Regions from separate parts of the Mus musculus genome. Here all the other regions are linked to region 1. Evidence: chromatin contacts called from public ChIA-PET, HiChIP or PLAC-seq and promoter capture Hi-C data. All regions are on one chromosome and are shown on one strand. The core of a region is the stretch at or near the end of the contact, and the rest is flanking DNA. Distances in the headings are between cores, read along the strand shown.

What was found. Promoter capture Hi-C pulls out the DNA fragments that hold promoters and counts their contacts. ChIA-PET counts read pairs in DNA pulled down with a chosen protein or histone mark. HiChIP or PLAC-seq counts read pairs in DNA pulled down with a chosen protein or histone mark.
Region 2: a contact with region 1 is called in an H3K4me3 HiChIP or PLAC-seq map of intestinal villus epithelium, with 5 read pairs. The contact joins the enhancer-like site here to the promoter of Atp2b1 in region 1. A contact is called at or near these places in 5 of 39 promoter capture datasets (the 3T3-L1 cell line, frontonasal cranial neural crest, hippocampal neurons and 1 more), 2 of 484 Hi-C or Micro-C datasets (adipose-derived mesenchymal stem cells and uterus) and 4 of 115 datasets of contacts at active chromatin or transcription factors (the NIH/3T3 cell line, forebrain, intestinal villus epithelium and 1 more).
Region 3: a contact with region 1 is called in a FOXA1 HiChIP or PLAC-seq map of pancreatic cancer cells. The contact joins the enhancer-like site here to the promoter of Atp2b1 in region 1. A contact is called at or near these places in 6 of 484 Hi-C or Micro-C datasets (cerebral cortex, cortical neurons, forebrain and 2 more) and 6 of 115 datasets of contacts at active chromatin or transcription factors (the NIH/3T3 cell line, embryonic forebrain, neural progenitor cells and 3 more).
Region 4: a contact with region 1 is called in an H3K4me3 HiChIP or PLAC-seq map of neural tube, with 6 times the contacts expected there. The contact joins the enhancer-like site here to the promoter of Atp2b1 in region 1. A contact is called at or near these places in 4 of 39 promoter capture datasets (the 3T3-L1 cell line, 3T3-L1-derived adipocytes, hippocampal neurons and 1 more), 3 of 484 Hi-C or Micro-C datasets (cortical neurons and embryonic fibroblasts) and 2 of 115 datasets of contacts at active chromatin or transcription factors (the NIH/3T3 cell line and neural tube).
Region 5: an RNA polymerase II ChIA-PET map of memory CD8 T cells shows a contact between it and region 1, with 10 read pairs. The contact joins the enhancer-like site here to the promoter of Atp2b1 in region 1. A contact is called at or near these places in 4 of 39 promoter capture datasets (the C10 cell line, liver, neutrophils and 1 more), 2 of 484 Hi-C or Micro-C datasets (CD8 T cells and cortical neurons) and 6 of 115 datasets of contacts at active chromatin or transcription factors (acute myeloid leukemia, bone marrow-derived macrophages, embryonic stem cells and 3 more).
Region 6: a contact with region 1 is called in a promoter capture Hi-C map of liver, with 2.4 times the contacts expected there. The contact joins the enhancer-like site here to the promoter of Atp2b1 in region 1. A contact is called at or near these places in 5 of 39 promoter capture datasets (the C10 cell line, hippocampal neurons, liver and 2 more) and 3 of 115 datasets of contacts at active chromatin or transcription factors (the NIH/3T3 cell line, large pre-B cells and thymic regulatory T cells).
Region 7: an H3K27ac HiChIP or PLAC-seq map of the NIH/3T3 cell line shows a contact between it and region 1, with 4 times the contacts expected there. The contact joins the enhancer-like site here to the promoter of Atp2b1 in region 1. A contact is called at or near these places in 2 of 39 promoter capture datasets (the 3T3-L1 cell line and hippocampal neurons), 1 of 15 datasets of contacts at CTCF or cohesin (the NIH/3T3 cell line), 7 of 484 Hi-C or Micro-C datasets (the C2C12 cell line, adipose-derived mesenchymal stem cells, cerebellar granule neurons and 2 more) and 5 of 115 datasets of contacts at active chromatin or transcription factors (the NIH/3T3 cell line, bone marrow-derived macrophages, neural progenitor cells and 2 more).

What each region holds. Positions count from the first base shown.
Region 1 is chr10:98,913,610-98,916,710 of GRCm38.p6, forward strand. It overlaps Atp2b1 (ATPase, Ca++ transporting, plasma membrane 1), which reads left to right and starts at 1,543. Exons shown (of 21, transcript NM_026482.2): 1 at 1,543-1,762.
Region 2 is chr10:98,013,875-98,016,975 of GRCm38.p6, forward strand. No RefSeq gene overlaps it. Among named protein-coding and RNA genes, the nearest start is that of Gm10754, 48 kb to the left of the region's middle. Within about 2 kb of position 1,492, at least 14 of the 459 cell types and tissues checked have an H3K27ac peak or open chromatin away from gene starts, as enhancers often do. A contact at or near this core is called in intestinal villus epithelium, where this site is marked.
Region 3 is chr10:98,211,895-98,214,995 of GRCm38.p6, forward strand. No RefSeq gene overlaps it. Among named protein-coding and RNA genes, the nearest start is that of Gm8633, 140 kb to the right of the region's middle. Within about 2 kb of position 1,492, at least 16 of the 459 cell types and tissues checked have an H3K27ac peak or open chromatin away from gene starts, as enhancers often do. A contact at or near this core is called in the NIH/3T3 cell line, pancreatic cancer cells and uterus, where this site is marked.
Region 4 is chr10:98,230,947-98,234,047 of GRCm38.p6, forward strand. No RefSeq gene overlaps it. Among named protein-coding and RNA genes, the nearest start is that of Gm8633, 120 kb to the right of the region's middle. Within about 2 kb of position 1,440, at least 6 of the 459 cell types and tissues checked have an H3K27ac peak or open chromatin away from gene starts, as enhancers often do. A contact at or near this core is called in neural tube and second pharyngeal arch cranial neural crest, where this site is marked.
Region 5 is chr10:99,598,018-99,601,118 of GRCm38.p6, forward strand. No RefSeq gene overlaps it. Among named protein-coding and RNA genes, the nearest start is that of Gm20110, 9.6 kb to the right of the region's middle. Within about 2 kb of position 1,539, at least 65 of the 459 cell types and tissues checked have an H3K27ac peak or open chromatin away from gene starts, as enhancers often do. A contact at or near this core is called in CD8 T cells, bone marrow-derived macrophages, cortical neurons and 1 more, where this site is marked.
Region 6 is chr10:99,575,092-99,578,192 of GRCm38.p6, forward strand. No RefSeq gene overlaps it. Among named protein-coding and RNA genes, the nearest start is that of Gm20110, 33 kb to the right of the region's middle. Within about 2 kb of position 1,505, at least 21 of the 459 cell types and tissues checked have an H3K27ac peak or open chromatin away from gene starts, as enhancers often do. A contact at or near this core is called in liver, where this site is marked.
Region 7 is chr10:98,331,945-98,335,045 of GRCm38.p6, forward strand. The region is part of intron 4 of Gm8633 (predicted gene 8633); the gene reads right to left. Among named protein-coding and RNA genes, the nearest start is that of Gm8633, 18 kb to the right of the region's middle. Within about 2 kb of position 1,692, at least 82 of the 459 cell types and tissues checked have an H3K27ac peak or open chromatin away from gene starts, as enhancers often do. A contact at or near this core is called in the C2C12 cell line, the NIH/3T3 cell line, adipose-derived mesenchymal stem cells and 6 more, where this site is marked.

The sequences.
Region 1 (3,101 bases), core at 293-2,792:
TTTGAACTGGTTGGACCAGAGTCGGCTACCTTTTACCGTCTAAATACTGCACGGTACTCTGCATGATTTTTTTTTTTTTTCTTGTTCCTTTCTCCTCGGGAAAGATGAGGGCAGGATTTAAGTATTATGAATTAAAGACCCACTAGCTCGCCACAGGTAGGAAAAAAAAAAAAAAAAAAAAAAAAAAAAGCAGCAGCCGCAGCAGCAAACCCAAAAGAGAAACACGAGGACTTCAAGCGGACCTTGCGAGGCCTGCTTGCACCGGCTAGAGGACACGGTTTGGGCGCTGCAGCGGGGATCCCCGGTGTCGGTGGCCGGGCCAGCGCGCCTACAGGGCGAGTGGGCTCTCTTCCCAAAAGGGAAGGCACTTTGGCTGTCGGGCGAGTGCGTCACCGTCCGGGACAGGAGACAGGTCCGCTAGGGAGTGGGCGCCGAGCCGCTCTCCCGTCCCGTGACCCGGCATCGCCTCCACCCGGGGGCGACTCGAGCGGGACCCCAAGTGAAGGGCGTCCCACTGCGGCGGCACTCGTCGCTCTCCGGCTTCCTCACGTTGCAGGAGCCGCCGGGCCGCGCGCCCAGGCACCGGCGGTGACGGACGGAGTCACCGCCCCCTCCTCCCCCGCCGCCCCCTCCCGCGGCCCTCCCCGGCCCCGACACGTCATGGAAACACAGACGTCAGAGCCCCGACGGCCAATCGGAAGCCGCCGCAGGAGGGGAAGGGAGGGGGCGACAGCGCAGGAGGGGGCGGGGGCAGCCGGGAGCCCGGCGCGCAGGGAAGGAAGAGAGGGAGGGGCGCGCGGAGGCGCGAGTCGCCCGCCCCGCACTACAGGCCACCCTTTCCACACCGCGCGCTGCAAGTTCTGATCCCCGCCGCCTCACCCCACCCCGGGCGCGCGCTCGCCAGGCGGGGCCGCGCTCGCCGGATCCTCCCCTTAAACGCCCTCTCCGGGAAGCGCCAGTCCCGGTCCGAGCGGCGCTACCTCCGCTCGTGCGCGCGCGCGCGCCCGCCCGCCCGCCCTCAGGCTCCCCGCGGGCCGCGTCACGTGACCGCGCCCAGCCAAGGCGGCAGCGGCGGCCGCGCGAGCATCCGCAGCGGTGGCAGAGGCAGCGGGAGCAGCTGCGCTGCCAGCGTGGAGCGGGAGGCGTGGAGGTGTGGAGAAGAAGGGAGCGTCGGACCGGAACGGGTGAGCGCCCTCCTCCCCCCTTGCCTGCTCGGGCGGTCTCGCGGGTCACCCGGTGCACACCGGGCCCCTGCCCCGGAGCTGGCCGTTGCCCCTTGAGCTCCGCGTCTGCGGACCGGTGTCCCCGGACCCCGCCCCGGGTTGCACCCCGCCCGTTGCTGCTGCTGTTGCTGCTGCTGCGGACGCCGGCGCGGGGCCGGTTGAGCTGCTGTGCCGAGCGCGGCGCGCCCTGAGCGCGGCTTTGCGGAGCGGAGGAGGCGGGTCCTGCGGGGACGCGAGCGGCCACTCGGCGGCCGCCGGGCTCTGGGCGGGGGCCGGCCGGGCGCCGCCTCCTCCTCCTCCGCCGCCGCCTCCTCGCGGTGCAGCGTGAGTAGGGAGCCCCGGCTGGTGGACGCCGAGTCTCTGGGCTCCGCCGCCGCCGCCTCCTTCCCGAGGTGCAGCCGCACCTCCGCGTGGCGCCCCGAACCCAGCGAGCCGGCTGCGGGCACGTCCCGCGACCCCTCGCCGCCATCCCCCGGACCCACCCGCCTAGCTTTCCTTGATTCTTCCCCTCGGAAAAAATGGTTCCCGCTGCGGGCGAGGTGAGTGGCGGCCGGTGGCTGCCCGCGGCGGGGGCGGCCACCTGCGGGGGAGGCCGGGTGGGGCGCGCAGGGCGCGGCGGGGGTCCTGACAGCTGGGCGCGGGGTGGAGCGCGGCGGGTCCCCGCGAAGTTGGCGGCGCCGCCGGGGTTCGCTCCTGCTAGGAGACCGTAAAGGTGAGGAGGCTTCCTCTCCGCGCGCCTCGGCGCCGGGTCCAGCTCGGAGTCGCCGTCCCGGTGGCTTCTCGTCTACACCCGAGGGCTCTCGGACTTCGCGGGGCTGCCCCTGCTGCCGCCACAGCCCATCTGAACACCGGTCGCCCCTACCCCGGCATGTGGTGACCTTGAGGGCAGCGGTGCCCCGGCACTCCCTCTTCCTGCGACCCGGGAGGGTCACCCATTTAATCCCTGGCTTGGGCCCCCGGGAGGTACTGCCCGTGCAAGGTGAAGGTTTGTCGTCGGCCCCCCGGAGAGGATGGTGTGATAGATGCCTGTCAGACAGGACGGTGACTCCCGGGGAGTTGAAGAGCCGCCTGGACGCTCTCTTCAGGTCTTGAGTCTGGCCCCCCAGGATGTTCACGGGTGCTTCCGATTCATGTTTATGTACTTAGTTTAAAAGGGGGAAAATCTGCTCTGTCCTCGGAAAGGGTCAGTAAGAAAGGAGGGTGGCATTCCTATTGCGGGGGTGGGGGGGGCGGAGGTGGCGGGGGCTTCTTCTCTATTTCATCTTGCAGGAGAATTTTGTGTCTTAGCTAGTTAGCGACCCCTGGGTCTGCGCCTCGGTCTTTGCCCAGGTTGGTCTCTGCACATTTCAGTCACCAGTTTACTGCGGGACTCTAGCATTGGGAATGCTTTTGCTGTTGCGGTGATCGGACCCGCAAGGGGAAGCTGGGGCTGGTCTGCGTGGGTAAAAGGGTCTGCAGGACCTTGGTAAGGACGCGAACCTCCTCGGTAGGCTGTTTTTTTTACCCTTCCTAGGGGTTAGAGCGCTGCAGACAGCCACCTTTGGCTGCTATGCATGCTACTTTTCTGGGTTTATTAATAATCTAATGACTCCTGTCGGTATCGATTGCTGTTCCTGATAAATTAGTTATATGGATTTTTTTTTTCATACGAGTGGAGGTATATGCATGTCTGGACTGTCTGCCTTTCAACATGGAAGGCTTTGTTGTGCTTCACCTCCCCCACCTGAGGACAGTCTTACTTTAAAATAAGGTTCTTGATCCTCAGCGTAGGTGTATTTTATAATAATAAGTACTTGTAAGGACCTGGTTTGTACAAAGCGCGCATAGGGCATCCCTTTGGATAGTGGCCCATTTGAGTGAATGGAGAGCCTTCACTTG
Region 2 (3,101 bases), core at 242-2,741, 900 kb before region 1:
CTGGTGAGACTCATAAAACCACCCAGCAGTCATAATACTGAGGATGTGCTCAGTACTAACAAACAGATCAGAACAGTCAGGGATATGGACACTGATGTAATGGTGGTTAGTTTTGGGGATAGAATGGTGGTTAGTTTTGACTCAGAATGGATCAAGAGAGGACTCTATACAACAGACTATAGTTAAGTTGAGTGGACATGTGAAATACATGTATTTCAATTGTCAATCCCGTTAAGGGAGGAAAGAAAAAGCTCATGTTGAAGCTTAATCCTCAGGTACAAGAGAGATTCAATAAAAATCACATAGTGCAGACAGATATGGGAAGGGATGAGAGATGGGATTGAGAATAAAGATGTGGCACACAAAACTCTTAAGGAACTCCCTTCCATTGTGTTTCACAATAGGGAATTTCCATAGAACTTAGTCCAGGACATCTGTAGCTTCACAGCCTGCTATTGATTGATGACATGTAATATAGTATATATGGTACACATTTTTGCAATACTATCCCCAAAACTAACCACCATTACATCAGTGTCCATATCCCTGACTGTTCTGATCTGTTTGTTAGTACTGAGCACATCCTCAGTATTATGACTGCTGGGTGGTTTTATGAGTCTCACCAGTGGACATAGCCTTGATCCTGCTTAGTTCTTACCAATTCTATTTCACCCGTAATCTTCCAACGGTGGCTTCTCCCTCTACTTCTGCTCTTGAAAATTCACATCTACAATCATGTCATTGAAAAGATCATCTTTCCCTTTAATATCAATAATGTCAAAATTAATTTTAGCAGATTGGATTTATATCTTGTTAAATAATTTATAAATAATTATGAATTTGATGCCTGTAGGCCTTTACTAATAGATATATACATATGTAAGAGAGTACTGTAGCCATGTATGTTTAAACTGATCCTTGCATGGGCCACTATTAAACGTCTTCATTACTCTGAGGTGTTGCAAATGCCTGGACGTAACTCTGATTAAGCACATCGTGACTAGAGCCAGTTTTTGGTGGTGAGGAGACAAGGTTCTGAAAAACCTCAGGCTTTCCACACAGACTGCATTTTGTGATGGCAGTGAGCATGCATACAATCAGAAATTTACTGAAGCTTGCGGGGGAGAGAAGGACAAAGGAGTCTGAATCCTGAGAACAAAACGTTTTTTTCCTGATGGATCTATCTCTTTTTTTAATGGCTGGATTGAAATGTAAACTTTGGAAGATTAATTATCTTACAATTCATTAAATCCTAGCAAGCCCACATACGCATTGTCTATGCAGACAGTTTCTGCCATAAATCATCATGTCCCAACTGTAATGAGGTAATACACAAGACGTTGCTACAGTTTTTATTGCTTCTTTCTGAATTCAGCAAAGTTAGAATGGCTCAATGAGCCTCTCACTAATTTGTCTTCCTTAGGTGTTGAGTCAATTCTCATTAAGCAGAAGGAGATTTGTGGACTCTGATCAAGCTGTGGATGTGGCCCGGACTTTGTCTTTCTTCAATGAGGGAAAAGTACCTGGAGTAAGTTCTGCTTATTGCCCGGTTCATCATTTCACTGTCTGCTGTCTCATTTCCTCTGCTTCTCTCCGTCCATTCCAATAGAGAGAATGCATTCCAGTCACTGCTTTGTAGCTGGTACTTTTAACTATATGCTACAAACAGAAACTTGCCTTAAAACCACTTATTTAGAATAAAAAGCCAATCATTTTCTTTAAACCGACTCTTATTTCCCAGAAGCCAATACCTGGCTGAACACTTGTAGACAAACTTACCACTGCTTTCAGTTTCTGCTTTGTTAGAGCAGCCAATTAGACCTGGTTGGTCACTCCCGTCATCCCGTTCTCTACCTGAACTTTGATCCCTGTGAACATTGTTCCCTGTAAAGTAGTCTAAACTTCAGTAAGCTAGCTATAAGATGACATTTAAAAAAATTTTTATTTAATCACTTTTTTTACACTTCTCATCCTGGTCCACCCTCTGACTGTTCCACATCCCTTACCTCCTCTCTACCCCCACCCTACCAGACCTCCCTACTCCCTGGAGCCTCAAGTCTCTTGAGGGCTAGGTGCATCTTCTCTGTCTGAACCGAGAGCTGGCAGTCCTCTGCTGTATATGTGTTGAAGGCCTCATGCTATTTGGTTGGTGGTGGAGTGTCTGAGAGATCTCGGGGTCCAGGTTGATTGAGATAACTGGTCCTCCTACAGGGTTACCCAGCTCCTCAGCTTCTTCCAGCTTTCCAGTAATTTAACCACAGGGGTCAGCAGCTTCTGTCCATTGGTTGGGTGCAAGTATCTTCATCTGACTCTTTGAGCTGCTTGTTGAGTCTTTTGGGGGATATCATGATAGGCCCCTTTTTATGAGCACTCCATAGCCCGAGTAGTAGTGTCAGGCCTTGGGACTTCCCTTTGAGCTGGATCCCACTGTGGGCCTATTGCTGGAGGTCCTTTTCCTCAGGCTCTTCTCCACTTTTGTCCCTGCAGTTTTTTCAGACAGGAACAATTATGTGTCAGAGTTTTTGACTGCAGGATGGCAACCCCATCCCTCACTTGATGCCTTAGAAGACATTTTTTTTAATGCTGATCAACCTCCCTGCCTATGATATTCATAATGTTAAGAACTCAGCATGTTTGAACATGTTAAAATTATAATAATAGCTAATGCCATATTTAATTTTGCATTGTATATTCCAAAAGAATATGGGATTAAAGTACACAGAGAGAAGGAAAAGTCATTTTGATGGTATGAACTATGTTTTTTTACATTGACTGGCAACAAGAGAGAGTTAGCATTATATATTTTTTCAAGACACACTGCTTGAGTTAAGCTCATTTCAACTAGCTCTGTACCATGAGTCAGCTCTCTGAGCTTAAAATTCTGCATTGTTTAATATTTTCCATTGCTGTGAAGATAAACATAGTCATTAATCCAAAATCTTGGCAACAGCAATGTTTTGTTGTGAAAAAGTTGATCACCAAGCCTGTGGGAAATATATGAGTACACAGGAAACTTTGACTTACAATGTTTGGGAGAATGGATAAATAACATTCTTGAAATAGATCTTACTGGATGTTTATTCTATAAATCACCGTAACCA
Region 3 (3,101 bases), core at 242-2,741, 700 kb before region 1:
GCTTATGTATGAAGCCTTACCATAATGTGATTGCTTAAAGACAAACAAATATTATATGCTGCGTATATGAAAATAGAATATACATTTTGAGGCATGTGTCTCTGTGTGTGTGTGTGTGTACATTTATTTATATATTGTGAGCACAAGTGTGTGAGTGTATGTGGGTGACAGAGATTGATGTGAGGGATGGTTTTTAATAACTCCTCACCTTACATATTAAGACATAGTCTCTCCCTTGATCTCAGAGCTTGCTGATTCAGCTAGTCTAGCTAACCCTCTTAATTCAGGGATCTTCTGTCTCCACCTTCCAAGCACTGGAATGAAAGGTGGCTGCGAGAACTTCTCAGCACTTACACGGGAGCTGGAAATCAACTCTCCTATTCTCATGCTTATACAGCAAGTTTGCTTTGTTTGTTTATTTGTTTTGTTCGTTTGTTTGTTTGTTTTTACCACTGGGACCTCTCACTAGCCCTACAAATTCTTATTCATAACTAGGTGATAGATACCTTTGCTATACATTACATTTAGACCGTATTAATAAAGTATTTCCAGATCGTTTTGTCGCATTGTTTTCACTGTCAAGAACAACTCAAATTTATAACTCACAGCTCTTGACTAGAGGTCCCTTTACACTGAAAGCTGATGCTAAATTGTCCAGAATCTGCTCATGAAAACAAAAACCTAAACATTGCTACTTACCTGGATAGATTATTGTCGAAACTAGCATTTTATCCTCCATTTTTTTTGGTTAGAATCTATCTGGCTTGCCTGTCTGTGGCATTCACTGCTTGATGAGTTATTTTGGTTTTCATTATTTTTTTTTCAAATCATCTTTTTAATATACCATATCATTTGCTAATTTTAAGCATGCCATTCAGTTATAGTAACTTTATTGTCATACAGCCATCACCACCATCTAATTGTAAAACAGTTTGATGTCTCTGCAAGGAAACCTTATGCCATTTTCAGTCACTCTCCGTTTCCAACTTCAGCACCAGAATATTACTCTGCTTCTGTCTCCAGGGACTGGCGTTTTCTACAGAATTCTCACAAACCGATCATGCAGTCTGTGATGATTTTCATCTGACTCTTGAGAAAGCCTTTAACTAGCAACTTTAAAATGACAGTAAAAAAGCATTACTCGAGAGTGACTCATTCTTCCTCGCAATTTTTAGTTCCACCCATTTGATTAATAAACACAAAGTGCCAAGCAAAGATAAAAGCATGCTATTAGCCAAAGAATTTTATTTAGGACTCCAAAATAGATCCAGTTCTTTTCTGTTTTACTTTTCAGTGTAGCAGCATGGATTCGTTCTCCACACCCACGCCTCACCACCAGAAATGGATGTTGACTCTTTGGAGCTCCAAAGATAAAGAATGAAATCCTGTTTCTTCCCTACATTTCACTTTCCCAAAAGACTATAGTCAACAAAGATATATGATCGTTTAGCTTCACTGAAATGGAATTTAGGCCCCACACACAGTAATCTGGACCATGGAGCTTAGCCCAGCATATGACAATGGTCTCACAATTCAGAACTGAGCCTAACCAGGCCACAGAGTCAATACAAGACAAGACCAAGATAAGATAAAGAAATAAAGAAAGCACTGAAGAAAAAAAACTTTAATTTCAGCCACATGTTTATAATAGTGTGGTTTTTAACCACATCTGTGAAATGCAATTTATGACACTGTGTCTCCCACATTCATGGCAGGAAGTCATGATGAATGTATACATGTCTGTGTTTCCAACAGTAACACAGGATCTTCATGTATGGTAGACAACTGTATGGTGGTATTTCCAATAGTCAGGAAAAATAGTAGAGGTGTCTGTTTAGTTTGCATCTCACACATGCAGTATAGTGTTCATAGCCTCACCTTCGAATCTTGCATTGCTAGCCACTAAGATGAACTGATCTATTATGAATATAACAAGGAAAATTAACTAAAAGCAAAATTTGAATGCCTTAAATTCTTCTGTGTCCCATATTCTCCATCATCACTAGCCTTGCAAGTTGCTACAGGTTTTAGATCATGTACACATCTATGGGTACAGGGATTCCTTCAAAAGTACACTGAGGGATGGCAATCTAAGTAAACACTTGTAGCAGTCATCAGAACATTGCCTTCCTAAATTGAGGAAAACAATGATTCATCATATACAGACACTAGGTAAGAAATATAAAGGAAAAGAAGATTCAGCTGTAGGAGTCTGTGCCATAAAAAGGTTACCAAGGGCAAAACTGCATGCAGGGGAAGGTAAGTACAAGGGGAGAGGTTCACTTTTCAAAACAAGCCCAAAATAGGTATTCATTTTAATCTATTCGGGGAGGCTGGACTTTTGGAAAACAATTTCCTCTCACTATTGTTTGTTTTTATTGTTTTGTATTTTTTGTCATTCTCAAATCTCATCTCTGCATATACCACTATACAATTTGCTTTACATACTATGGTGTAAACAGGATACAGGAAGAGTAACAGAAATAAACTAAATATATGGACATGTGCATTTGTTCTACAGGACCGTTAAAGCTCCAGGAGTGAGTGTAGAGAGTTTTTAGGGAAATGAATTTGCTTTTCTATATCAACCTGCTCAAAAGATCTGTAATCATAGCACAGAAGTCTCTGTGCTTTTTAGCCTCAGACCAGATCTCATTCATTGCAAATTCCTGCACAAAGTTTTCTTCAAACTTGAGGAGAGTCTTCTTGCTAGCATGCCCTGTATTTATCTCTGATGTTTCATGTTAAACACTGTGTCCTTTGAGTTTAGCTCTCCAGCTTTTAAAATCTACACAGACATATTAAACCCAGGACCAGCTCAACAGCACCAGGCAGAATATCTAAACAAAGTCTCTCCATTTCCCCATGGGACACTTAATTCTATATTCAAGTCTAGATGTCAACTCATTGAATGCACCATCATATACTACAATGAAAATCATTAACCATTCGTTCATTTTTCTACAACAGTTTCTGATCAGTTGAAAAATGCAAATATACAACAGTATATACATGACTATTACTGAGAAAAGTGCAAAAGAGTTATATATATATATATATATATATATATATATATACACATATATATATAAACACACAAG
Region 4 (3,101 bases), core at 190-2,689, 680 kb before region 1:
GGTTGCAAAGTGGGTCTGCAGCACTATCACTTTATTGCACAGCCTTTGTGCTACAGTTACCAGTGAAAGCTTTGAGGTGCAATTCCCAAGTCATACCTCAGCCACATGAGCCAACATCTCTGAGCAGTGACTCCAACCTCAATATTACGATATGCCATAGTCCTCAATGATCCCCCCACCCCCCGCGCCGCAAAAAAAAAAAAAAAAAAAAAAAAAAAAAAAAAAAATTCAATGTGAGGCTGACTGAGAATCAATTGGCTATCCTCAGAACTCAGTTTGTGATGAGGCAGCAAAATTAGCATCAGCGGGTTAGAAATGGAGAAATGTATTCAACACCTATAGGCCAGAGCTAGTACTCTTCTAACCTCCTCATACAATTCCCTTGTGATGAACCTGAGCAAATGTCTAGTGCTAACAAATTCTTGCATTACATTTGCCATGTAAGTGTTTCATCACAACCCTGAACCTTAGTGGAGTTCTGTGGACCTTTATTGACAGGAAGGAGTGAACAATGAGTAAATAGAACAAAATTTCATTCACTACTAATGATGCCTGAGGAACGGGAGGTACATCCTTGTTTATTTTTCTTCACGGATAGAATTTTGATTTTACAGATATGTTTAAACTTAGAAAACAAGCATTTGCTCTTCTTATGCCAACTTAATTGACTGGTTGTAGCTGGCTGGAGAAATGCTATTTTTAAGATTGCTTTGGCTAGAAAGAGACTGCTCAGATAGAATAGCTATGTTTCAGAGAAATGACAGTTGAGCTGCATATTGTGAAAAGCCGCTCTGGATTGCCTTATTCAGCATTAACTCTCATAACAGAGGGTACCCATTCTAGAGTCTGATGAAATGGATTAAGGGTACCTTCCTATAACACACCCATTTATTAACTCACTCATTCTTGCACAGATTCATTCACTTATGGATTCAAGTACCCGTTTTATGTCCCAGATACTTACTGTGCTGGATGCCAGACTCCTATGTAATAAGGGTCACCTTACCTTTCAAAATAAACATGTGGCAGCCTCCTGAGACTCCAAGAACAAAGCTCTTCACATCACCATCAATCACGCTCAAGGCTGATGAGGGAACTGGTTTTACCAGACGGTTTTGATTATCCCATACTGCTGAGCAATACTTAGCAGGAACCCATGATATGATGGTTCATTCAAACAGCCTTTTGCTCAATTGAGCAGAGCTGCAGAATTAGAATCCTTGTGACCTTCATAAAAGCTTTTACAAGTAGATTTAGTTTGAACACAAGTTAGAAATAGTTAATTCATTTTAAAACCATAACTTAATATGCTGCTCTCACACAAATCTTACAATAACAAACTATTTAAAGGATTATGGTTTCTTTTCTTTTCACTACAAAAGGAAAATATCTGTAGGTGGCTATCATCGAAGCCCCGAGTGAGGAAGATTTTTCCACTTATATTTCTTTTAGTAATAAAGAGCTGCTGGAAACACTGTGGAGATGTTGTTTGTTAGTTATTGTGCCAATATACCTGGGCTTTATTTCAAACAGTGAGTGATTCCTTTGACTGTTTTCAGCCAAAAATAGAGTTACTCAGAAATTGCATGAATACCTTCCAGCTCATAATTGCCAGGTTCCGGTCTGAGATTTTAGTCATCAAGTTTAAGTTCTTTTAGTTTCTTTGAATCCTAAATTGACGTAACCTTCATTTTCTTCCTTGCCAGCAGCAACTACCCACTCCTTCCTTCATCGCCCTTGGGACACACGGGGTGGGGAGGTGGGGGGATGGAGAGACACGGAGACAGAGAGACAGAGGAAGACAAATAGAAAAGTGTACTATCATAATGTATTACTCATAAAAAGCATCTTACAATGATACAGTGATGAGCAATTTCTGATCATAAAGCTTCAATTTGAATGAAATTGCTTTATCACCTCATTAAAAATTCCGTTTATTTCGTGAAGTAGTGATCTGTTCAGAATTGTCATTATAGAAAATTATCTTTAAGTCCAGGGTAAATGCATGCAAACTGAAAAGAAACTAATTTTTTTTCATGTTACTCTTAAAATGTCTGAAGAAGATAGTTTAGGAAAATTACTTTTGGTAAACAGAAAAACTGTACTTACAATTCCATCTGCCTTTCTACCTTTGTATACTTTCATCTTTTCCAAAATGAACACACAATGCACTTATTCAATATTGAGATATAAAAGAGGAACTCATATATATTCAAAATATAACCTGTACAAAATAAGAGGCCACCTAGAATAGATAAAAATGTAATTTATGAAAATTGTAATATTTAAAATCAATATGACGACTCAGCAAGTGAAGACATTTGCCACCACATTGGAAAACCTGAATTTGATCTGTTGAAGAAATATGAAGGAAAGAGAGTAACTTATAAAAGCAATTATTTGCTTGTTTTGTTTATTTGTTTTTTGAAATTGTCACAGTAAACATGCTGGACTTTTTTGCTCAGAAAATCAAAAACAGTCAAATCTCTGTATGTTTCTGTTTTATAAACAGGATGAATGGTATTTATTCACAGAGAGAATGTAACAACACAGTGCTCATTTATTAAATGGCCAATTTCTAACATCAAAATTTTGTGTCTTTAGCCACAAATCCCGTATGGATGAAAACACTGGAAGAGTATTGCAGGAAACATTCAACTACTAGGAGTGCCATGAAAGTGATGGAGATATATTTGCCATAGTCAAATTTTTATTATTATAGCAAAATTTCTGTCAGAAACCATTTTACATGGGCTCATGGTTTCATAGGGTCGGCGTTTAGCTATGTGGCTCCATAGCATTGTGGTTCTACAGCAAGACAGAACATTATGACAGCTGGAAGGTATAACAAGAGCTGCTTATTTCAAGAGCTGCCCTCATTGGCCCTGTTCCTCCACCCAGATCCCACCTTTGAAGATCTCATCTAGCTTAAACTTACCAGTGAATCCAGTCATTCATGAGGTTACAGTCCAACAACCAAATCCCCTCTTACTGGCCCCACCATATAGGCATGAAACTTTGGACATTTATTCTTTCTTTAGGATAATTTATACCTAAACCATTACTAATGGCAAACTTGAATTTTTCTTTAAAGTTGAATA
Region 5 (3,101 bases), core at 289-2,788, 680 kb after region 1:
TCACAGAACTTATGGATAGTCTCTATATAGTAAAGGAATTTATTGATGACTTACAGTCTGCAGTACAATTCCCAGCAATGGTTCAGTAGTAGCTGTGAATGGAAGTCCAACGATCTAGCAGTTACTCAGTCCCACAGGCAAGCAGGCAAGGGAGCAAGAGCAAGACTCCCTTCTTCCAATGTCCTTATATTGTCTCCAGCAGAATGTGTAGCCCAGATTAAAGGTGTGTTCCACCACACCTTTAATCCCAGATGACCTTGAACTCGGAGATTTAATCTTCTGGGATCTGTAGCCACTATGCCTCAAGGTCTCCATACCAAGATCCAGATCAGAAACTTCTATCTCCCAGCCTCCAGATAAGGGTCACTGGTGAGCCTTCCAATTCTGGATTGTAGTTCATTCCAAATATAGTTAAGTTGACAACCAGGAATAGCCACTACTGGAGGAAAGGGTTTATTCAGTTTATACTTCCACACTGCTGTTCATCACCAAAGAAAGTCAGGACAGGAACTCACACAGGGCAGGAACTTGGAGGCAGAATCAGAGGCCATGGAGGGATGTTTCTTACTGGCTTGCTCAGCTTGCTTTCTTATAGAATCCAGGACCATCAGCCCAGGGATGGCACCACCCACTGTGGACCCTCCCACGCTTGATTACTAATTGAGAAAATGCCTTACAGCTGGATCTCATGGAGGCATTTCCTCAAGGGAGGCTCCTTTCGCTGTGATAACTCCAGCTTTCTCAGGTTGACACACAAAACCAGCCAATACAGTATGTCACTAGCTTTAGGTGCTCAAGCCAGGCCCTATGTCACTCTCTGTTCACGCTGACTTTGAATACAGATGTAGAACTCTCACCCACTTCCTCAGCACTGTGTCTGCCTGCATGCTGCCATGCTTCCTGCCATGATGACAATGGACTAAACTTCTGAAAAGTAAGCCAGCCCCAATGACATGTTTTCCTTTATAAGAGTTGCTGTGGTCATAGTGTCTCTTCACAGAAATAGAAACCCTAATACAATGACCATACGGATGCCTTGCAACTTAATGGAACTCCAGGGATAGGCAGGCAAATCAACAGATTTTTAAAATTTAATTCACCCTTTCATAAATTATAGGCATGTTAAAACTTAGCAGAGATATCAGATAGGTTAAGATGATGTATTAATATTAGGTCACAACAAACATGTGGGAGGATTCTTTACTCACAAAATGAAGAACAAACATTTCCTGGAATACATTTTACACACACACACACACACACACACACACACACACACACACACACACACGAAGCCATCAAAGAATAGAACTTTAGAAGACCAGTATCCCATAAGGTAAAGAGTATTTTCCTCTCAAATTCCTTTTTACGAATGTCAAAGATATACCAGTAAACAGAGGCTCACAAGAAAACACATTAACTGGCCCTTCTCTTTCTAAACATGACTATCGCTTACTAAAGACAGTGGTATTGAGCAGAGCCATGACAGCTCCTTTGAGAGATTATAAGCACCATTGTAGTTTTAAAGGAGCACAGATGGGTGTTGGGAGCCGCCCCCACATTCGCCGTCACAAGATGGCGTTGACATCCTGTGTTCTAAGTGGTAAACAAATAATCTGCGCATGTGCCAAGGGTATTTACGACTACTTGTACTCTGCTTTTCCCGTGAACGTCAGCTCGGCCATGGGCTGCAGCCAATCAGGGAGTGATGCGTCCTAAGTGAAGGGTCACTCCTCCTTAAAGGGGACGGGGTTTTCCGCCATTCTCTCTCGCTGGCATCTCTCTGGCTCTGCGCGCCCTGCGCTCGCTCGCTGCCTAAAGATGTAAACAATAGAGCACGCTCTGCGCTTTGGCGCGCCGGAGCTCTGGCTCCTAAAAATTATTTGGAGGGGCTTTCGTTTTTGGGGCTGGGCGCTGGGCGCTTGCTCTCCTGGCTCCCAAAGATGTAAGCAATAAAGTTTTGCCGCAGAAGATTCTGGTCTGTTGCATCTTTCCTGGCCGGGCGTGAGAACGCGTCTAATAACAGATGGGTTTGCCTAGCATTTTGGGGGGCTCTGTGTTCAATTTGGAGGCACTCTGTTCTTGTGAGTCTTGGCTGGGTAGATCCAAATGAACATTTGAACATGATTGCGATTCCTCAGCAAGGGTCCCTAAAGTTAATTGCCTTTTCTTATGTCTCTAATAGACAGAACTGACCTTTGTGCCGGTTTCTGTTTGGGACTCAAGAAAGCAAAGGAAGGCTTACAAATCTGTTGTATTCACAGGAGAGAAGGGAATGCCGCGCTTTCCTTGGAATCCCTCCTCACATTGGATGTACTAGTTTAATTGAGCCAAGACTCAGTGATTTTTGGCAAGTTAAAAATATATATCCAATTTGTCTGTGAGGAAGAGCTGAGGGTAGCCCTGAAATTAGCAGTGATACCCAGGCATGGTGAATCTAAGTATGTGCATGTCAGGGCCTGTATTTTAATGCCATATTCCCATTATTCTTGAGAGACAAGTAATGTCATCAAATAAATAGTGCAGAGTATCTCTGAGTGTTATTTTACAAATGGGAAAACTGAGAATCAAGAACATTATCTAACCTGCTGTTGTCACCGGGTCTTTAGATTAAATCAAGTTTCTTTTCACCTAAACCTATGCTCTTCTCTCTTTTAAATCTCTCACACGCCTAGGGTGACAGTGCAAACCGGAGAGGGTCCCAGATTACATTTTAAAGCTCAAGTGCTTGCCCTGGCCGCACTTGCCATATAGCTGACTCAACTTCCCCCAAACAAGATTTTTCGTGTATCTAAAATAAGGCAATGAGATTTGTCTTATTGTTCTATTTCTGTGAAGAGAGACTGTAACCAAGGCAAGTTTTAAAAATGGCATTTAATAAGGGGCAGGGGCTTGGTTACAGGGTTAGGGATTTAATCCATGCTTAGCATGGCAGGAAGCACAGTGCCAGGCAGGCACAGTGTAGAAGCAATAGCTAAGAGCTTATATTTCAAACTCCGGGGGGAGGCAGAGAGAGTGAGACTGGTCCTGGCATGGGCGTTTAACACCCAGAAGTCCACTCCCAGTGACACACCTCTTCCAGCAAGGCTATACCTCCTAAT
Region 6 (3,101 bases), core at 255-2,754, 660 kb after region 1:
CTTTTTGTTATATATATTTTAATTCTTACTTTTGTTCTTTGTTTTGATTCAGGGTGTTGCTGTGTAGCTCTTGTTACTATGATCTCAAGAGATCCACTTTCCTCTGTCTCCTGAGTGCTGGGGTTAAGGGGGTGCCCCATCATGCCTGGCTTTAATTTTTCATTTTTAAGCCATATTAAATAAGATGTGATACAAATGAATTTGCAAATTTTCAGTAATGGAATTTCACATTACCATATTGCCCGTATTGGTATTTTGGTCCTCGTAGGATATGGGGCTGATCTCTTAAAATGAAGATTTTTTTTTTTCTGAATGAAATACAATCAAGGTTGAAGAGAATGCAAGGCACTTTCTCCATTGCTAGAATCAATGTCAACCTGACATAGGGGTCTTGTTTCCATGGCAACACATCAAGGCATTAACCGTTTGTTGCAGAGCTGACATGAAGACGAGAATTTCCATCTGGGTTTATTTGCTCTGTTACTCCTGTGCTTAGATCCTTCACTTTCTTTGACCTTCAATCTTCTCACAAATTAAAAGTAACCAGTTATTATTCCGCGTCCAGTGGAACTTCTTGTAATCTGGCAAAAGCGGTCAAATCTTGAATGAGCTCTGAGCTTCCCAGAAGAAGCTTCTCAATGGCTTCAAGTGTCTTTCCTTTGTTGCATGTTGTGATTCTCCTTACTCTGACCCCAGTGTTGGTGGCTAGACAGAAAAAAAGAAAGAAAGAAAAAAAGAATATTCTCTCCTCCCTCCAGTCTTTGCACCTGTTGTTTACATAAAAAGGAGGTGGGGGGAGAGGGTATATCCGGAGGCACAAGCAAGGCAGAAGAGTGATGGTGGCCCGGTTATGATGATTGTCTTGGGACAGCTTTGAAATTGAGCCAAATTCCCCAAGTCTCTTAACACCCATAGAGTCCAGTACGTTCAGTCCATTGTTTTTCTTTTTTTCCCCTTCCTTCCTTCCTTCCTTCCTTCCTTCCTTCCTTCCTTCCTTCCTTCCTTCCTTCCTTCCTCCCTCCCTCCCTCCCTCCCTCCCTCCCTTCTTTCCTTTCTTTCTTTCTTTCTTTCTTTCTTTCTTTCTTTCTTTCTTTCTTTCTTTCTTTTTAGAAATACTGTGCTTTAATGCTTTAGAAAGAAAAATCACATCTAGTGTAAAACAAAAGAATCTTTGGATTGGCTTACCTTTAAAATGATATGATAATTATGAGTAATATTTAGCAGGCTAATACATGCCAGGAACTGCTGTAACTGCTATTCTGTCCACTCATAGACTACAATGTTTACAACTCTTCCTTAGTTGAGATACAGGACATAAAATACATTTTTCCCAGAGCTTCAAGACAATGACCTGGCAGAGACCACTTTCACCTCCACGTAGCACGTGATCAGACTTGGGTAATTGGCCTCTCTCCAGTCTCCCAAAGTCTAGGTTTTCTGATACAATGCTTCAACCTTTCTGAGTCACGGATTTCTTATTTACTGGAATTGACAGCGTCACTCAGATCCAAGCCAAAACACTTGCCAAACAGCTTTTTGTTTGTTTATACTTCTATGTGTGCGTGTGGATACAGGTTAGGGAAAGTTGAAGTGGTTTTTGGATAGAGATTTTTCACTCTCATTAGTCATAATCATGGTGTGTGTGTGTGTGTGTGTGTGTGTGTGTGTGTCGCAGGACCAACCTTAAAGATGACTTATATAATGTTCATCTCCACAGTTGTTAAATTTAAATCATAAGAGAGAGATATATCTATGTATATCTTACATTATCAAAGGCCGGTAATATAACGCTCTTGTTAGTTCCACTCTACTGTAGTATGCATGATAAGGAATATTAGAACTGACTCTTGGGTTGAGTTTGGTTCAATACCAAAATTATGCTATTTTTTTTCCAGTTTGGAGTTCACTGTAAAGTTTCTGTGCATACTCACTTTTTGATAGGTTATATCCTGGTAGATGTAATTCCATGAACTGATTTGCTACAAATTATCCCACAGTAGAATCAAATCTCTATAAAAGAAAGTATTTTACCAGCACATTCATAATATGTTATTAAAGTTAAATAATAATAGTCCTCACAGTCACAATGCCATCAACGGCTACTAAACCTCCACTTAACACAGTGGCGAACTTAATGACTGCCATATTTCACAGTTCAGACACGATGGGAGTTCGAGTCCATCCTGGAACCAGTCTCCTGGACTGCAAAGACATACATGTTCTTAATAAAAATATTCAGAGAATCTTTAAATGTTTTAAGGGCCAGTAACAATTTAACATTCCTATTAAGATTTACATTACTAAATTCTCCGACGCTAGCAGGCAAATGCTGAACGATTGATAGTGTTTCTCTGCCCCCTAGTGGACTGGCTGCAGAATTGAACTGGCCAGCACACCATTCTTCAGGCGCAGTTGCCGGTGTGCTCTGAGGTCTAGATTCTGAGATCTGTATCTGATTTGACTCCCAAAGGGTAGTGGTGGAGGCAGATTAAGGTCAAGCCTCTAGTTGAGTGGTTCTCAGCCTTCCTAACGCTACGACCCTTTCGTACAGTTCCTCATGTTGTGGTGAAGCCCAACCATAAAATTTTCAGTGCTACTTTGTAACTGCAATTTGCTACTCTTATAAATGGTAATGTAAAATATCTGTGTTTTCCAATGGTCTTGGGCAACTCCTGTGGAATGGTCATTCAACCCCCAAAGGGTTTGCAGCCGATAGGTTGAGAATCAACCGTCTAGCGCAAAGGAATACGAACATGGTGTATTGTTTCTGCTTGGGTTTCAAAACTTCAGGGGAGTCATGGCAATTGTGGAAATGGTTTTCACATCTGAGCTAGCGGCATTTTCACTATGTTGTGACAGAAGGGTTTCTCATCAGGTTTTTATTAACTTCTGGGGCTGATAATGGGCAACTTTGTAGGATGCTTAAGAGCATCCCTGGCTTTCTCTCTGATAGATGCACCCCCAGCTATGATAAGAAACATCTCTGGTGTTAACTTTGCAGGGAACCTTTCCCCTGCATGAGAATCCTCTTGTTCTTCACGGCTCCTATTCATCTGCAAATGATGTGATAAAAACATTTTACCAGATATTTTACCACAGCT
Region 7 (3,101 bases), core at 442-2,941, 580 kb before region 1:
CTCTGAGCTTTATCATGTTAGAGTCCATAACTTCTCTAAAACCCAGTGGCTTTACCTTTTAAATATTTAAAAAGCTCCCAATCCACTTTCAAAGCCAAAGAAAGATGCATTTGTCATTATTCTTGTGAGATTAACACAAATAAATTTAGGTAGGCCCTAAAGCAAATAAAATCAGAGTATTCAGACAGCCGTATAAATAATTCTGAAAATATAAAAAAGGGAAATCAAAATGTAGTTCTATAGAAATCTGAATCCATTTGATTTATACTCCTACACAAAAAAATCACACTAAAGAATGTTATTCTGTACTCATACTTAAGAAATCAAAGTTGCATTTCACATAAAATACAACAGGTTTCATGTTAGAGATGAAAATATGGCTTAAAGAAATATATTAGATAATAACAAATCAAATAAATACATGTGCATATGTATGCATACACATCTATATGAGACTGTGATGTGTTTATGAATGTGCCATTGAAATTTAAAAAAAAAAAACAACCTGAGCCAATTAGGTTAGATAAGTTTGTTCTAACACGCCTCTAAATGCACCTTGTTTTAGTCAATACATTTAGCTATCTAAATCTTTAGAAAAGGACTACCTGTCCTAACATGTGTGTCTAACGTACCCCCAATGTTTTGCTCAAAGACTGACATTGCTCCCTCCTAAGCCATCTTGATACTTTGCCAACACATTTAAGGCAGCCACTTTCCACTTCCTAAAAGCTAGCACACATAGACTGTTAAAGTACCCAGAGCAACATGACCAGTGTCGAGAGAGCCGTGTGAGCTGTTAAAAGGTTTGCACTTCACTCCAGTCATGCAGGACCTGAGTCCAGAAACAGATTGCAGCTTATGGCTACGAGTCATGGGTAAGCTGGTGAGTCAGGCTGTGACCAGGATCGAAAGGCTTTATCCTTACATATGTTTCAAGCTGCAATGAATAATAAGCCTGCAGCATTGCCCTTTAGCTCCATTTCCCAACTCAGATGTGAATGATCTAATGTCTTTTCTGGCATAGCTCAGAGGTCTGTTGGTAACAAGTCTGCATTGCTGAATGTGTGCAATTTAAGCTATCAGTTGCTTTTGTCTTGGTTAGGCTTTGCCCATCTGATCTGCTTAGGATTAAGAGCTAGCAGAGTCAAAAGAGGTTGTTCAAACGATTAGAAATGTAAAATCTTATACGTGAAAAGTATCTGCCCATAAAGCAGAGATAAATGGTTTGATAGTCTCTCAGACATTCTTTGAATGCATTTCCTAAATGTGTTACTATAGAATGTACTTTGCAAGATCCTAAAACAAATGGACATTATAGATTCTGTCAGACTTTGAACATTTCTCAAGACAGTATCTTCATAGTCTTAATTTACTGATGTAGTAATTCAGTTACTTTAAAAAAATAATAAGAGCTATTGTCATCTTATACCAGGTATGCTGCAATTAGGATGTCACCAACAACTTTGCAGAATCCCATGTGACATATTCCCACCTAGATTCCAGAAAGTAGAGAGTGTCCTTGGGTTGGGGGTGGGTGTGAAAATCACAGGATTTTCTTAATGTTTTCATTCAGTAACCAAAACCATCTAGTGACTCATGTTATTGAAAAACACTCTGCTAAAGATGGCTCATTGCATTACTATTCAGCAAAGTCCACAGAGGCCAAGAAAGGCTGTCCTTAAATATCCGGGCAACTTTCCACAGAGGGTGAGAAACCCCACCCATCCCATAGATTTGTTCAGCCAGGTCCTGGGATGTCACTGGATAGTTGAAAGGATTTCACACGGAGGCCAGGGCATCCACAAGCCTTTGAAGAGGGCCCAGCTGTACCTGCTGCCCGGAAAGCTCACATAAGTGAGGGCTTCCGGTGGCTTGACATTCTCTCCTCAGGATTAGTGGAGACTCAGCTTTGAGCCATGGCTGGGCCTTCCTCGGTCCTAAGGGCAGAATGGAGCAGGGACAACTGAATGTTTGCTAACATAACTGCCATCTGCCACTGTTAAGTCTTATGGTGACAGAGTGCACGTTAATGCCAGATAGACTGAGAACATTCACCATCTGCTCATTGCCCTGAAATAAAATGAACTGGGTCATCTGGATTTGGAAGCCTCACTGGAATTACCGACATCTATTCCCAAAGTTAAGGATAGAAATTTTCCCCCAACTTTACATTGTCCAAGTCACTCAGAGAATTATTTTCTTATAGTAGGAAAATATAATTAGATAATAATTTATATATTAACAACAAAGGGTTTTCTGACACTTGAATTATTATATCGGTAAGCAGCGTTGTTATACATCAATATCCATCTAAATCCTTCTACAGGAAAGAGCAATACTAAATTAGAGATGATGATAACGCTTAACAGATAAAGAAACTTGCCCCTGGGATTCAAAGCCTGACCTGCTGAGTTTGACCCTGGAACCCACAGGAATGGAGGAAGCATGGCAGAACCGTCCTCACACGCCTGCACATGCTCCATGGCAAGCACCTCACATAACTAACACAATATACCTATACTTGTAATCTACATCTATGTCTACACCTATACCTATAATGCATATCTATATCTACATCTATATATCTTAATGACATATGTTCAAGTAGAGAATAAAAAATACATGAACCTTGTTGTTAAGCTAATTAAAGGCTTAGTTCTTTATTTCTAAGTACAGAGCAGAAGTAAATTAATAAAGAATTTCAGCCATCACACTGCAGTTTTAGGATTTAACTGAACCAAAATAGTGAGGAAATATTTTCTTTCCCTCAAGAGAGTGAAATAAAAAGGTAATTCTACTTCTACACTGTGAAATCAGCTCCTGGTTTTGTGTTTTGTTTTGTTTTGTTTTGTTTTTAAACTTATATCTCTCACCTACCAATCAACACTTCTCCTCTGTTCTGATATCTGCCAGTCTAGTAACAGACAAGTTCACTAGCTAGGTATTTAGGTTGGATCTCAGCTGAATAAAGGACATATGAGAGAAGGAACAGGAATAGAATAAATGATAATTTCAATTCATTATATTAGCCATTGACCGGAATTGTTGATCTTTCAAAGAGTATACCATAGCTGACTCTTTCCAAGAGTTTGCTTAAATTA